4 separate regions of the Sus scrofa genome follow, and all the other regions are linked to region 3. A link is a contact called in public Hi-C, HiChIP or PLAC-seq and promoter capture Hi-C data. All regions are on one chromosome and are shown on one strand. The core of a region is the stretch at or near the end of the contact, and the rest is flanking DNA. Distances in the headings are between cores, read along the strand shown.

Region 1 (3,574 bases), core at 419-2,918, 78 kb before region 3:
GCTCTGGGAGGGTTTGGGCACAGTCGATAACATTGTGTCCCAAACTTTTTGATCATGAATTGTATCAAGGCCCTCCTGCCTAAATATTGCCTGATTAGCAGTATCTTACAACTGGTTAATATCTATGGGCTATGAAAGTCCTTTATTTCCACTCTCAGCTGCCCTCTCCATAGCCCTAGAACATACGGTTATCAGCTCCTGATTGCAGAGAGCTCTCAGGCTCTGGTACTACTTGGAAGACAAAAGCTAAGTAGAGATTTGAACCTAAATTTAGTCTAATGTAAAGAATGGCTAATTAGGAGTTCCGTCATGGTTCAGTGGAAACTAGTCTAACTAGGGTCCGTGAGGACACAGATTTGATCCCTGGCCTCGCTCAATGGGTTAAGGATCCGGTGCTGCCGTGAGCTGTGGTGTAGCTCACAGATGAGGCTCAGATCCCTTGTTTTGCTGTGGCTGTGGTGTAGGCCAGTGGCCACAGCTCTGATTCGACCCCCTAGCCTGGGAACTTCCATATGCCGTGGTTGCGGGCCTAAAAAGACAGGGGAAAAAAAAAAAAATAAAGGCTGATTAGTTTGAGAACTGGGTCCACCTTTCTCCACCTGGCCCTGTCTGACCCTGTTCTGAAACAAAAACAGAGTCTGGGTTTGGAGGTATCTGGCCAGCCTGGGGCGCACCTATATGTTTCTAGAATTATTTCTACCTTTGACCACAGCAGGTCTCTGGGATTACCATAGTGACCATTAGAGGTGATGCTATAGCTCTCACTGGGCAAAAAAAATTGGACCATTCGAGGGATGGGAATGTGAGAGAAATAGCCCATTATCAGAGGACATGTCGAAAAAGGGAGGCCCGAGACTCTATAAAAAGTCACCAATCACCTAGCTCAGGCAGGGGCCAGGCCAGGTTTTTCGGGGCTTGAGGTTTTTTTTTTTCTCCTGTCTTTTTAGGGTCACACCTGAGGCATATGGATGTTCCCAGGCTAGGGGTCGAATCAGAGCTATAGCCGCCAGCTTACACCATAGCCACAGCAACGCAGGATCCAAGCTGTGTCTGTGAGCTATACCACGGCTCACAGCAACATCGGGTCCTTAACCCACCAAGTAAAGCCAGAGATTGAACCCACACCCGCATGATACTAGTTGGATTCGTTAACCACTGAACACCCAGGAACTCCTGAGTCTGCATTTTTAACTTTGAGTTGTCCAGAGGATTCCCATCCCAGACATTTGGGGATTAAAGTCTATGAAACCCTGGTCTAGCCCAACCCTGTCCTGAGGAGGTGATGGCAGAGAACAGGCGAACCTTGCCACAGGCCTAGAACCCATCAGCAGCCGGGGCAGAGCTGGCATCTGAAACCTGCATTCCTAGTTCATGGCTCCTTCAGCCTGCCACGTGCCTTCTGGTCAACTTCATTTCCTGAAGAAGCCAAGTTGTTAATGTGGGGATAGCAGGAAGTGGCAGGGACAGCACAGACGGCGCGGGTGGGAGGTGGTGGGGAGACATGCCCATTGGGACTCTCGAAAGGGGAGAGACCCTGGGCCCTGGAGGCTGTGCCTAGGTTGCTGGGCAGGAGACCCTTCATCGCTGGCAGGTGCCTTGGGAGAGGGACAGACCTGCCCCAGAGGGGAATGTCCATTAACAGTGGCTCAGACCAGGTCAAAGTTCACCCACCATCAAAGGGTCCAAATGTTAAGGCAAAGCTCTGTGGAGCCAAAACACTGACTTGTCCTGGTGGGAACTTTGTTTGTTTGTTTGTTTTGGCTGGAGTTTTAGTCCAAACATGTGAATGACTCTCATCTACTGATGAGAGCGTCTCCTCTTCCCTAGGCGGCCCTTCTGAGGACACGTTACCCACTCAGGAGGCCAGAGCTGGGGGAGGCTGGGAAGTGGGCTCCTTACTGTCCTGAGTGACAGAGGGGACGGGAAGGAGAAGAAGCAGGAACAGGGAAGACAGAGAGCACTTGACAGATGGTAGACACGTGCACCTGCTGCCCCAGGTTCCACCGTGATGCCACCAGGCCTGGGCCTGAGATGTGGGCCCACGATGTGGAGACCCTCCCTGAATGTGGAGGAAGTCAGCATTCTCCTCAGAGTAAAGGGAAGAGGAAATTGCTCAAACTTTGTAGAAGGCTGAGGAGCCCAACAGGCCTAGAGGATCAGGATGAGATGCCCTTGGCCGGGGCCTTGTCACTGCACAACCCCAGGGGGCGCCAGCCACAAAGTATTCTAGTGACAGGGCAGCCTGCTCTTAAGACTGTGGTTACTTAATCCTTGCCCGCTCATGGGGAGGAAAGGCAAGGACAGTGGAGGAGGAAGGAAGAAAGGAAGGAAGGAAGAAAGGAAGGAAGGAAGGAAGGATAAGAAGAAAGGAAGGTGAGAAGGAGAGAGGGAGGGAAGGAGGGGCAAATTCTCCCTGAATCCCTACTTTGTGTCAAGCCCTCGGCTGGGCCTGGGACGTTCAGGTGGGCAAGCAGAGAGAGGCCAGAGAGAAGGACGGGGAGCAGGGCTGGGGGCGGGAGAGGCAAGCCGCCAGAGGAGGGCCGAGCCCCTTGAAAGATGCTATTGTTTGAGGTCTCTGCTCAGAGAAGCCCTGAGTAAAAAGAGCTTGTTAGAGAGGGCCAGGCTGGAGACAAGCAGCTCTCAGAGAGCCAGTGAACCGTGTGAAATGACTTAAACTAACATCCCTGACTGCACTGGGCTGGGACCCAGGAGTCAGGACCGTGTGCTCATCAGAAATTCATAGAAGGTGCCCCGTGGCTCGGCTTTCTCTGGCCGCCTTGTTCATTGAGCAGTTTTTTCTTTCCAGTCCTGCGGCTCTGAAAGAGAGACAGGGGCTGCCTGATGGGGAAGATCAAGTGGCCTTTGAAAACCTCTCTTGGAGTTTATTAAACCCTGGGGCTGGGGCAGGCCGACCTGGAGGCCCAGCCAGGCCTGGCTCCGCCCCCCTGGGCTCCCCATAGGGAACCTGGCCTGCTCTCAGGTCCCAAATTGGCAGGCCTGTGGCAAGGGACAGGGAGCGGGTCCTGCAGGAACTGGAGGGAACACACACATATTTTTCCAGGAGATGAGGGAAGGGGCATGAGGGAGGGGGCCAGAGCAGGGTGAAGGCCCTTCACCCCTACAAGTGACATGGGCCTTCTCTCCCTGGGCCACCTGCTTCCTGCTGGAACTCTTGTCACCAAAGTGTTTGTGCTAAAGAGCCACACAGAGGAGAGGGGCCGAGACAGGAATCAGAGGATCCCTAGGCTGGATTCCAGCTCAGTGATGAGGAAGAAAAGTCAGGAATGAGGCTTCTCAGAAGAAGATTCAAGTTTCTGGGACCTGGAGCCCCTCGGAGATGGAGAGGCAAGACATCACACCTGCTAATGTGATGCTCCTGACCCCAACTCCAGAGGGACTGGTCCAGGCTGAGACAGCGCACAAAAGCAACCGGAGAAGGTTGCCATGTGGCCCAGAAAACTCCCGTGAAAGCGCTTTGCAACCTGTGGAGCCCTGAGTGGGCGGAAAGCTTAATTGTGGTGAATCCGCTCATTCCACAAATACTTATGAAAGGGCCTCCTGTGTGCCAGACACT
Region 2 (3,455 bases), core at 772-3,271, 110 kb before region 3:
GGCTAGGAAACCCTGGTTCTCAGGGATAATAGCTGGCTCCATCTACTGGACGTCTCCATAGTCAGACAGTGTACTAAGTGTTTTACATAATCCTGCAGGGTAGATGGCATTATCTTAAATATTTCAAAAATGAGACAGAGATTAATTAACTTGCCCAAGAGGACACAGAACTGAGATTTGAAAGTGTTTATGCCTCCGAGAACTCTGTTGTTAAGCAGATACTATCCCATTGCCTTTTTGCATCTATGTAAAGGTGGCCATTAACATTGAGATACCCAGTGTGCAGGGACCAAGAGGTCATTGTCTTATTGCATTCTAAACAGGGTCCCAGGCCCAGGTCTGGACTCTGTGACTGAATACAGCCCTATGGGGCAAGGACACTTGTCTGGTTCCTGGTTGTTTCCCCAGTGCCGAGCGCAGGCCTGGTTCGTGCTTAATAAATACTTGTCAAATGGGTAGTAAATACTGTAAAAAAGAAAAAAATAGAAAGGATTGTTGATACAAAGTGTAAGATGCCCGCTTCTACATTGGATGGCCCTTCATGAAACAAAAGGGTTTTTTCCTTTCTCTTTTGGGTGGAGGAAGTGTGTTTGGCTGAAAAGGAGAGGCTTGGGGAGGGGGGTTCCTGTGTGTGCCATGGCTGTAGGGATAGAAGGAAGTGCCCTTTTCCTCTGGCCTGTCACCTTCCTGCCTGCATCCACCAGGGCAGGTTTCAATGGGACCTACTGCACCCAGGGCCACACTTCTGGAGAGTGTGTTTTCCAGGGCTGCCCACGCCAAGAGGCCCAGGCTCTGCAGTGCCCATGCCCAGTGAGATGCATTGGCAGCTTGAGCATAACTTTGCCAGTGCTTCATTCAAAAGTTACTTTTCAAGGGAGGGAATGGACTGGACTGAGAGTTTGGGGTTGGTAGACGCAAACTATTACATTTAGAATAGGTAATCAATGAGGTCCTGCTGTACAGCACAGGGAACGATATCCAGTCTCTTGGGATAGACCATGATGGAAGATAATCTAAGAAGGGGAGTACACGCACACACACACACACACACACACACACACACACACACACACACACACACGTGTGTGTGTGTGTATGTAACAGTGGGTCACTTTGTTGTACAGCAGAAATTGGCACAACATAATGTGCCAATTTATAGTAAACCAATTATACTCTAAAGATTTTTTTAAAAATTACTTTTCAAAAAGAATCATTGCTGGAGCACCTACTATTTGCCGGCACTAGCTGTATAAAGTGAGGGGTCTGGGATGGTAAAAAGCAGAAAGCACAGGGAGCTGGCAAAGGGTAGAAAAGATATATGAGGAGGTGGGATTTTTCAGCCTGGACAGGAGAGAGAAGGCTGCTGGCAGCTGGGGCTCCAGAGGAAAGTCACTTCTGCCTTCACAGAGATCTGTAGGGAGAAGCCTGGGTGCTCCTCGCTGAGGACAGATGATGCAGGAGGCCAGGTCCTGGTGTCCCAGCTTTGAGAGGAGGCAACATCCCCCAAGCTGAGGACTTCACAGCTGCATACAAGAAGGCTGCCCAACCTTCCTGCCAGGGAACGTGGCCTTGGGATGATGGGGGAGGAAGACATGGCCACTGCTCCTTTCGGCAAGGGGACGATTAAATGTCTTACAAACCAGGATAGTTGTGAGAAGGAAAGGTGACACTCAAAAATCACACCCCACCCCCACTTAAACCAAGACTGTCCCCAGGCGATCAGGGTTGGGGTCACCCCACTTATGGCTGCAGAGTTGGCCACGCAGGAAGCCAGGCAACCTGGTTCCCAATTATTGGCATGAGCAAGTGGCAGCAGCAGAATGTGGGGTAGCGTCCTCCCCAGGAAGCCACACAGGACAGGTAGGAGGGGGGCCGGGGGAAGGCAGAAGGGTCCCAGAGGGGAAAGGGCTAGGCGGGGCTCTGAGCTGGGTTTCCAGGCTGTGATCAGAGCGCCAGGCTGTGGTCAGAGTGCTGCTCGCTAGGGAGTTGTGGCCAACCAACACCACACCGAAGAGGGAGCAGTGAGTAAACAGACCGGGGAGTGGAATTGGCCCTATTGGCCCTGGGGGGATGGGCTGTGTGGATCTACTCCTCCCCGCAACCATGGGACTGCCAGAGAGCAAGAGGAGGTGTAAAGAGGCTTCCAGACACACTTCCCCACCCTCCTACCTCCAGTTAGCCTGAGTGAGAGCAGTGATTCCTTTCTGTTGCCTGGACCCTTGGGAGAATCTGATGAAAGCTGCAGGAAAATGCACAAGTGCCTTCCTATATACCATTTTGCAATTTTAGGGGATTCATGGACCCCAAGTTAAAAATCTCTATTCTAGGAAATGGTGTGCTCCCCCCACCCTCTAACAGCTTTATTGAGAATTCACAATACCTTAAAGTCCACCCAAAGTGTCCAATTCAATGGTTTTTAGTATATCCAATTAATTTTAGAATATTTTCAGCACTGGGAAAAGAAAGCCCTGACACTCGGCAGTCATCAATCCCAATTTCCCTCTTCTCCCCAGACCTAGACAATCACTAATCTAGGTTCTGTCTCTGTAGATTGGATATTTCATATAAATGGAATCATATAATATGTGGTCCCTTTTGACTGGTTTCTTTCACTTAGCATCATGTTTTTTCAGGTTCATTCTGTTTTACATTTTTAAAATTGCTAAATAATACTCCATTGCATAGATATACCAAATTTTGTTTATTTGTTTTTCAGTTGATAGACATTTGGGATATTTCCTTTTTTTTTTTTTTTTTTTGCCACTCCTGCAGCATGGAGAAGTTCCTGGGCCAGGGATTGCCATAGCAGCAACCTGAGCCACTGCAGTGAAACCTCAAGATCCTTAACCTGCTATACCACAGGGGAATCCCACGTTTTGCTTTTTATGACCAATGCTTCTCTGAATACTTGTGGACATATTGCATGGACATGTGTTTTCATTTTTCTTAGGTGTATACCCAGGAGTGGAATTGCTGAGTCATATACGTTTTGCCTTTGAGGAACCCGCAGTTTTTCAAAGCGGCTGTACCATTTTATATTCCTGCCAGAAGTGTATGATGGTTCCAATTTCTCCACCTCCTCACCAACACTTCTTATTATTTGTCTTTTTGATTCTAGACATCCTAGTGGCTGCAGAGTGCTCTCATTGTGTGTGTGTTTTATTTTTAAGGCCGCACTTGTGGCATATGGAAATTCCCAGGCTAGGGGTCAAATTGGAGCTGCTGACCTATGCCACAGCCACAGCCACGCCAGATCCGAGCCCCATCTGCGACCTACACCACTTTGCTCAGCTGAGGATTGAATCTGCATCCCTGCCATTGCACCTTCTTTATCTAAAGCTTTCACTGGTCTTCACCTTGACCTAGAGGCCCGAGGAAAACAACAGGATGGTTTTGAAGGGACATCTCACTAATTTCCCTGGGTTCTCCATTCTCTTAGGAAGAAGAAGAGTAGA
Region 3 (3,524 bases), core at 576-3,075:
AATGCTGGATCCTTAACCTGCTGTGCTACAAGAGAACTCCCTTGGGAGACATTTTTTGGGACACTGCCCTCCCACTCTCCCCAAACTCTAGACTGGGTTGGCAACACTGCCCCTGTACTCCCACACCTGCCTGTTCTTTGGACCAAAGATGTCTTAATGTACTTATCCATGTATACGTCAGTATCACAATTAGATTGTGAGCCCCTCGAAGCATAGGACTGTGTCATATTTCTCTGTGTACCTCTTTGTCTGGCAGTGGCATAGAATAGGTGTTCAATAGTCCTTATAAAGTGTTTACACTTGTAAGTGAACAGACGGATGATTCATTAACAAAAAACTATTTGCCCCAAAATGATTTCTCTACTTTACAGACAAGGCAGAAGGGACTACTCAGTATTCACAAACATCATGATTATTTCTTAGGTCTGATTATGAGTAATAGGCATAGTGATTTTCAAATGACATTGTGAGGTTTGGGGGTGCCCACAATCAATGGGGGCCCCAAGAGTAGAACCTGGAAGGGTTGGAATAGGACAGCTGCCGTATAGGGCAGCTAGGATTCTTGCAGAGTGCCACAAAAAACCTGTAAGACTTCCATTCCATTCACACAAAAATCTCAATTTAGATAAATCTTCAATGTTTATACATCTTATTTGCTAATTGAAAAATCATTTAATACAGCTTAAGTTAATAACATCCAGACTCAGTTTAAATAAGTAAAAAATGGAACAATAGAAAACAAAGAAATAGAACTCTTTTTTTTATCCTCCTGTACTGTCCTTCTTAGGACCTTATGCTTTCCTAAAGACCCTGGATATAGCTAAAGCAAAACAATAAACTGTCTGAACACCACTATACTTTCAAAAATTTGCTTGTGAAATTCAAGAAAAAAGGTAAGGAAGACTGTCATGCTTCTTTGATGTTCAGTACTGAGTGTTTTTGAACTGTGAGTATCATTAGGGCTGTTTTTGTAGTTAAATAGTAAGTAATAATGACGATGGTAAAAAAAAAACCCAATACACATATATGTAATAATACATATTATTATTATATAGAAGTCACAGTCCTTGAATGTCCACGCAGTGGCAGGTGCTTTCTACCAAGTATCACATTTATGCTTCGCAACAACCTTTTAAACAGAAATTATTTTCCCCTTTTTTCTTTTTGAACAACTGAAGTTCAGTGGGATCAGATCACTTGGGGCACGTCCAAAGGACGAAGTGGTAAGACTCTGGGGCCAAAGGCCGTGCTGGTTGGACCAGGCGACACTGAGCTTCTGCTAGTCTCTGAGAAGTTTTGTTACCTGCCTGCACGTATGTGAATGCCGGGCGAGTGTGGTGGGGAATCAGACGAAGCTGTCTAAGAATCTAAACACAGAAAGTGGTAAAAACGCGAAGGAACCAAAAGGGGCGGGAAGTTGGAACTATAAAAGAGATACCAGGTAGGCACCAACAGAAGGGATGGACTAGCTGGCTCCTCAGACAACTTAGGTGGATGGGTGAGGGGCGGGGCCTAAGCGGGGAAACCCGGGAGCGTGTAGACCAGTAGTGGACCGGCCCGAAATGACGCCTCTCTCGGGGAAGCAAAGGTGAGGGGAAAGTGAGTGCAGCCATATGGAAAACTCTGGAAAATGCCAAGGCAGCTCATCTTCATTTTCCTAAATAAAGCAGAAACTATCCTCTCCTTTCCTGGGGGGGGGGGTCTCTTGTAGAGCAAGCAGGAGTGGGACTGGGAGGAGGGCCTGCACAGAGCGCCCCCCCGTCACGTTGGTACGGCCCATCCCCCCGCCGCTGATCTGGCAGGCTGCGCGCGCACCCTCCGGCCGGGCGCGGGCCGTCGGGGAGCTGCGGCCTCCGCGGCCGGGTTCCCTCCTCTCGCTCCTCGCGTGCTCCTCGCTGGCCCAGCGCCCGCCGGGTTACGCGCCCGCGCGCCTGGGCGGGGGAGGAGCGCGGCCGCGGGGGCGCGCCCCAGTGACTCCGCCCTCCCCCCTCTTCTCCTCAGCTTCCCTCCCCTGAATCCCGGGTGCCCGGCTCCCGCGGCTCCGTGTGAGGAGACCGGGATTCCGCGCCGCCTGCCCTCGCGTCCCCGCTCCGGCGTGCGAGGCGCCGCGCCCTCCCGGTGCCCTGCCTGGTGCATGGAGGGGCCCGTTCGGACAGCAGCCGCCGCCGTAGCCGCCGCCAGCGCGCGGGGGATGACCTGGGGGTGGCTCTCGGAGCCGGCTGCCGCGCAGGAGGTCTGGGGGCTTAACCAGCCCCGCTCAGAGGTGCGGGGGTGGGGGTCCCACCTAAGGGTCGGTGGGAGGGGTGGCCTGGGGACACCGGGCTTGGGAGCCACGAGGCTTGGGAGGTGGAGGTCAGAGAGTGGACGGGCCAGCATGCCCCGGAGGTCGTGGGGGTCCAGGCTGCCTGCGGGGTCTGGGGAGGGCAGCTGACGGATGCGCAGCGGGGAGCTCAGGCGTCCCCAGTCCTCGGGGACTCTGAGCCTCCTCGTGGGAGGAGGCGGGGTGAGGTGTCAGTGACACTGTTAAATCTCTTTGACAATGATCCGCTGGGGCAGGTGAGATGCAGCACAGCGGGGAGCTTGGGGCGCCAGCATGTTTTCCCAAGGGAGCGGGGTCCCTCGCCTCTCTCAACCTCCATCCCGCAGAGCGCCCTCCAGACACAGTGATTTATGGTTAGGGAGAATCAAGAGAAATTTCCTGCACAATGTATCTTTCTCTGCCTTCATAGACTCAGTGACTTCCCAGCCCCAGGGAGCGTATTTTTCCTTCTCCTCTGTAAAGCTTTCTGTGGATTGCATTATCATTTGCTAAATACACTGCAGCTCGCCATTTATTTCACTCCGCAGCTTCCAGACCTTTGTTGCATTCTCTCCACATCTAGGGATTTCTGTAATAAATCACTGAGGGGGATAGAGAGGCTCTCTCGCCCTTCCCTTCATTGTTCTCCCTAACCTCACCAAGTCAGGTGGAAGGCTCTCCAAAGGAGCCTTCTATAGAATGCCTGCCTTTCCCAGTCCGGACTCCAGAGGGTGGCAGGTGCCTTAAGGGCAGGCTGTTATCCAGTTGAGATCTAGAATTTAGGGAAGCTCATTAACAGAACCTCTGGGTCCTAATTCAGACACCTTGAGAAAGCAGAAGATTGGACTAAAAGGTAACATGAGATTTAGTCTCAGACCAATGGCCAGTCAAAGAGGCCAGTTCTGATTCCATGCCTCACTGATGCTACAGCCCTCAGACACCTCAGCTGACTTTTGGCATACTATGTCTGCTGGGAGAGGATGGGGAGGGGGCTGAAGAATGAAATAGGTTTATCCTCAGAATAATTCTAAACGTTCTATTACATTTTATAGCTTATTTTTAGGGGTAATCTATTTTAGCTGAAAATGTGGGGGTAGTTCAACTTTTAGGAAGAGATGAAAGAAAACTCCAGAAAATTTCTGGAAAATTTAAATTAGTGCTTAACTAGAAAGCATTCTTAGGAACCCAGAGAGGCACCAGATACTGTAGTTTCTGTTTTGCACAT
Region 4 (3,334 bases), core at 530-3,029, 130 kb after region 3:
TGGGCAGGTGATAACTGTTACCTTGCAAATACTTATCCTTAATGAAAGAAAAATATAACTAATTTGGTGTGCTAATTTTGCACATCAAATTAGTTATATTTTTAAGTAAAAAGAACCGATTTAAGGATATATACATGTAAATGGTATGGAGATTGGCAAAGGTGAATGCAAAGATGATTGAAGTTTGGCCAGTATTGGAGTTCCCTACATGGCACAGCGGAAACGAATCCAACTAGGAACCATGAAGTTGTGGGTTCGATCCCTGGCCTCGCTCAGTGGGTTAAGGATCCAGCATTGCTGTAAGCTGTGGTGTAGGTGGCAGACGAGGCTCGGATCCCATGTGGCTGTAGTGTACGCTGGCAGCTGTAGCTCCGATTCGCCCCCTAGCCTGGGAACCTCCATATGCCGAGGGTACGGCCCTAAAAAAGACAAAAGACCGAAAAAAAAAAAAAAAAGTTTAGATAGTGCCGATGAAGGGGAAGGGCAAAGAACAAGGATTCAGACAGGCCTGCAGTACAATCCCAGAACTGCTGCAGGATGGAAACCTCTACCTCTCACCTTCCGCATTTATCAAATGGCATCTTAAGTTTCCTTGGGAGTTTCCCAGAACTAGTGAGGATTGATTTACTCCCTCCCTTTCCCAGAAGGCAGGCACAACCCCCACCCTTAGGCTGCTTACAGTCTAGGCATCTAGGAGATATGCTCTGTCACCTTTAAATGTTAAGAAATTGTTAGGAGTTATTATAGTCCTGAGTCCCTCACCCCAAGACAGAAACCATCCCACACTCTGTCTGCAGCCCGGGCCTCTGGAAGGAGGAACAAACCCTAGCCTAGCGGAGAGTGGACCGCCTCTCCTGGATGGCAGGCCCAGATCCTGAGCCTCCAGCTTGCCAGCTTCCCTCTGCTCAGGGCTGTGGGGCACAGGCCTTCTCTTTGGGGCAGCTGTTTCTAATCACGTTGCCTCAGGTTAATAGCACAGGTGTTCCATGAATCCTGAGCCTGAATCCACATGAGAACGATAGACCTGGGCCTGATCCAGAAAAGCCACCCAAGACAGAATCCATATTCCTTTTTCAGGGGGAGCAAGGCCCTGTCTTTTTCTTTTTTTTTTTTTTTTTTTTTTTTAGGGCCGCTCTTGCAACATATAGAAGTTCCCAGGCTAAGGGTCAAATTGGAGCTGCAGTGGCTGGCCTACACCACAGTCACAACAATGCAGGAGCCGAGGCGCATCCGCAGCTTATACCGCATCTTGCAGAAACGGATCACTAACCCACTGAGCAAGACCAGGGATCAAACCCATATCCTCATGGATACAAGTCAGATTCTTTAGCACTGAACTACAATGGAAACTCCAAGGCCCTGTTTTAATGGGCCTGGTTTCATTAAGTGGTGGTAGGGCAGCAAGAAAGAAAAAACTATGACAAAATGACCAATATTCTTGTGACCATTGGCCTCTCCAGAGAAGGCCCCTTCAAGGAGCTCAGGCCAAACCAATTGGTGAGAGGCAGCCTTTTAAACGATCCCCTGTGTTCATGCTTTGGGCTGGGCCCTCCAGGCTCCAAGCGGGGTTTCCATCCTACCACCAATTCCACGGGTCTTTCTGCTCCCTGGCCTCCTCGTTTTAATGATCTCAGACAGACATAAAAACGGCTGAGCTCAGCACAAGCCATTGAGACAGGAACGTTGCCTCAGGGTCCCTGTGGACCCCAGCTGGGTACCACGCCACCCTCGGTTCCATTTTGACGGGATAAAGTGAACTCATTTATTCGGTTGTTTTAAGTGAGCTCACACTAGGCAGTGCCAGAGAACAGAGACATAAATCTTTCCCAGCACGCGGAGTCACTGCCAAACACCTTGGATAAAACTTTCTGCCTGTTCGAGACAGTTTCCACCCACCCCCCACCCCAAAAAAGGAGGAGGGAAAAAGTACTAAAAATCGAAGGGAGTCAGGGGAGGGTGTTAGCAGATTCTGGGAATGACAAACTTGTCAACGCTTTGGCCTAATAAAAATTCTTCCAGTAAGAAAGGCAAACTTTTAACTCAGAGATTTTTCTGAGCGCTTTTGGGGGATGGGGGAGGGAGGGGGAGGGCATCCTGATCACCTGGCCTGGCTGTGGTTAACCCCAAAGGGGAACCAGGGATTTTTCTACATCCATAAAGGCTGCATCTGCATGAGAGGTGGGCGGTTTGTCACACTTGACTCTCTGGGCTCTGGCTACACCTCAAATGCTTCTAAACTAGAGCAAACTCATGCAGGCTGTTGGAAAAGATTTTGAAAACCTCCCAGCCAGAGAGAAATCTTACCTCAGGAGTGCAGTCACTCAGGGAAGGGGACAACGAGCGCTGTGGCCCAGCCAGCCCTGTGTGGCTGCGGGACCAAGAACTGCTTTTGTTTTTCCTTCACTGAGAGAGTTCTTTAGAGTGTGGATTCTTTGCAAATACTCAAAAGCGGCAACCATGTAGAAGAAAGTCACTCTCAATCTCACCATCCCTATAATGTGTCAAATGGTTTTATTTCCAAGTTTCTTGTCTCCCACATACTTTTAAAGCATAATTGTGACCAGGACTCCAGGCACTGCCCCCCTCACCCCCACCTTCTACTTCCCCTTCTTTTTAGGTCAAGAAGTTCCACCAGATCTGTGTTCTAGAACTTCGCTACACAAATGTGCTCTTCAGACTAAGGGCATCACTGCCACCCAGATCTATGACTAAGAGCCACAGCTTTGCACGCTCCCTGGTGGTTTCTGTTCACATTCGAGCCTCTGAGAGGGTGTTCTGAACAGATGGACCAGGACAAAACTCTTCTGTGAACTGGGGCAACACAAAATTCCTTCTTCTTTCTTCTTCCTGGAGGGATGGGACAGGGATGTGGGGAGGAGGCGCTGGGCTGGGTGCAGGATGAGTTAGGAAGGATCTCTGCTTTCCTGCACCCCACCTCCTCTGCCCCCACGAAGAGGGATTTCAAAGCTGGAAGGGACCTTGGGGATGAGGCCATGGCAGGAGGATGGCTTTGTCTGGCACAGAATGAGCTAGAAATACTCTAGGTGGGGCTAGAACCCAGGTCTCCGACCCCATGGGCCCATTGCTCGTTCCTCACCTGAATGTGCTCTGGCAGACAAGTAGGCAGGTGGGCATGTGTGGCCCAAGCCAAGCCAGAGACACCCAGAGAGACCCCTCACTCCCACCCCTCCACCTCGTGGTCACAGCCCCCTGGCCCAGGCTATCCATGCCCATTTCCTTGTGTCTTGGTTCCAAGTGCGCCTCCTGACTCTTTTGTGACAGGAAAGTACTACCATATGATTCAATACTGTAAAGAAATCAATTCTTCACAAAT

What was found. Promoter capture Hi-C pulls out the DNA fragments that hold promoters and counts their contacts. Hi-C and Micro-C count contacts between places; a contact is called where the count stands out from the background. HiChIP or PLAC-seq counts read pairs in DNA pulled down with a chosen protein or histone mark.
Region 1: a contact with region 3 is called in a promoter capture Hi-C map of liver, with 6 times the contacts expected there. The contact joins the enhancer-like site here to the promoter of CDON in region 3. A contact is called at or near these places in 2 of 5 promoter capture datasets (fetal skeletal muscle and liver), 4 of 47 Hi-C or Micro-C datasets (adipocytes, embryonic fibroblasts, omental adipose tissue and 1 more) and 1 of 2 datasets of contacts at active chromatin or transcription factors (skeletal muscle).
Region 2: a Hi-C map of liver shows a contact between it and region 3, with 13 times the contacts expected there. The contact joins the enhancer-like site here to the promoter of CDON in region 3. A contact is called at or near these places in 3 of 5 promoter capture datasets (fetal liver, fetal skeletal muscle and liver), 10 of 47 Hi-C or Micro-C datasets (embryonic fibroblasts, epiblast stem cells, fetal skeletal muscle and 6 more) and 1 of 2 datasets of contacts at active chromatin or transcription factors (skeletal muscle).
Region 4: an H3K27ac HiChIP or PLAC-seq map of skeletal muscle shows a contact between it and region 3, with 5 times the contacts expected there. The contact joins the enhancer-like site here to the promoter of CDON in region 3. A contact is called at or near these places in 4 of 5 promoter capture datasets (fetal liver, fetal skeletal muscle, liver and 1 more), 7 of 47 Hi-C or Micro-C datasets (embryonic fibroblasts, epiblast stem cells, fetal skeletal muscle and 2 more) and 1 of 2 datasets of contacts at active chromatin or transcription factors (skeletal muscle).

What each region holds. Positions count from the first base shown.
Region 1 is chr9:53,254,680-53,258,253 of Sscrofa11.1, reverse strand. No RefSeq gene overlaps it. Among named protein-coding and RNA genes, the nearest start is that of RPUSD4, 53 kb to the left of the region's middle. Within about 2 kb of position 1,668, at least 18 of the 83 cell types and tissues checked have an H3K27ac peak or open chromatin away from gene starts, as enhancers often do. A contact at or near this core is called in fetal skeletal muscle, liver, omental adipose tissue and 1 more, where this site is marked.
Region 2 is chr9:53,283,092-53,286,546 of Sscrofa11.1, reverse strand. No RefSeq gene overlaps it. Among named protein-coding and RNA genes, the nearest start is that of RPUSD4, 24 kb to the left of the region's middle. Within about 2 kb of position 2,021, at least 5 of the 83 cell types and tissues checked have an H3K27ac peak or open chromatin away from gene starts, as enhancers often do. A contact at or near this core is called in fetal liver and liver, where this site is marked.
Region 3 is chr9:53,177,182-53,180,705 of Sscrofa11.1, reverse strand. CDON (cell adhesion molecule-related/down-regulated by oncogenes) reads left to right here and starts at 1,825. Exons shown (of 20, transcript XM_021063103.1): 1 at 1,825-2,263.
Region 4 is chr9:53,050,431-53,053,764 of Sscrofa11.1, reverse strand. No RefSeq gene overlaps it. Among named protein-coding and RNA genes, the nearest start is that of DDX25, 23 kb to the right of the region's middle. Within about 2 kb of position 1,779, at least 9 of the 83 cell types and tissues checked have an H3K27ac peak or open chromatin away from gene starts, as enhancers often do. A contact at or near this core is called in skeletal muscle, where this site is marked.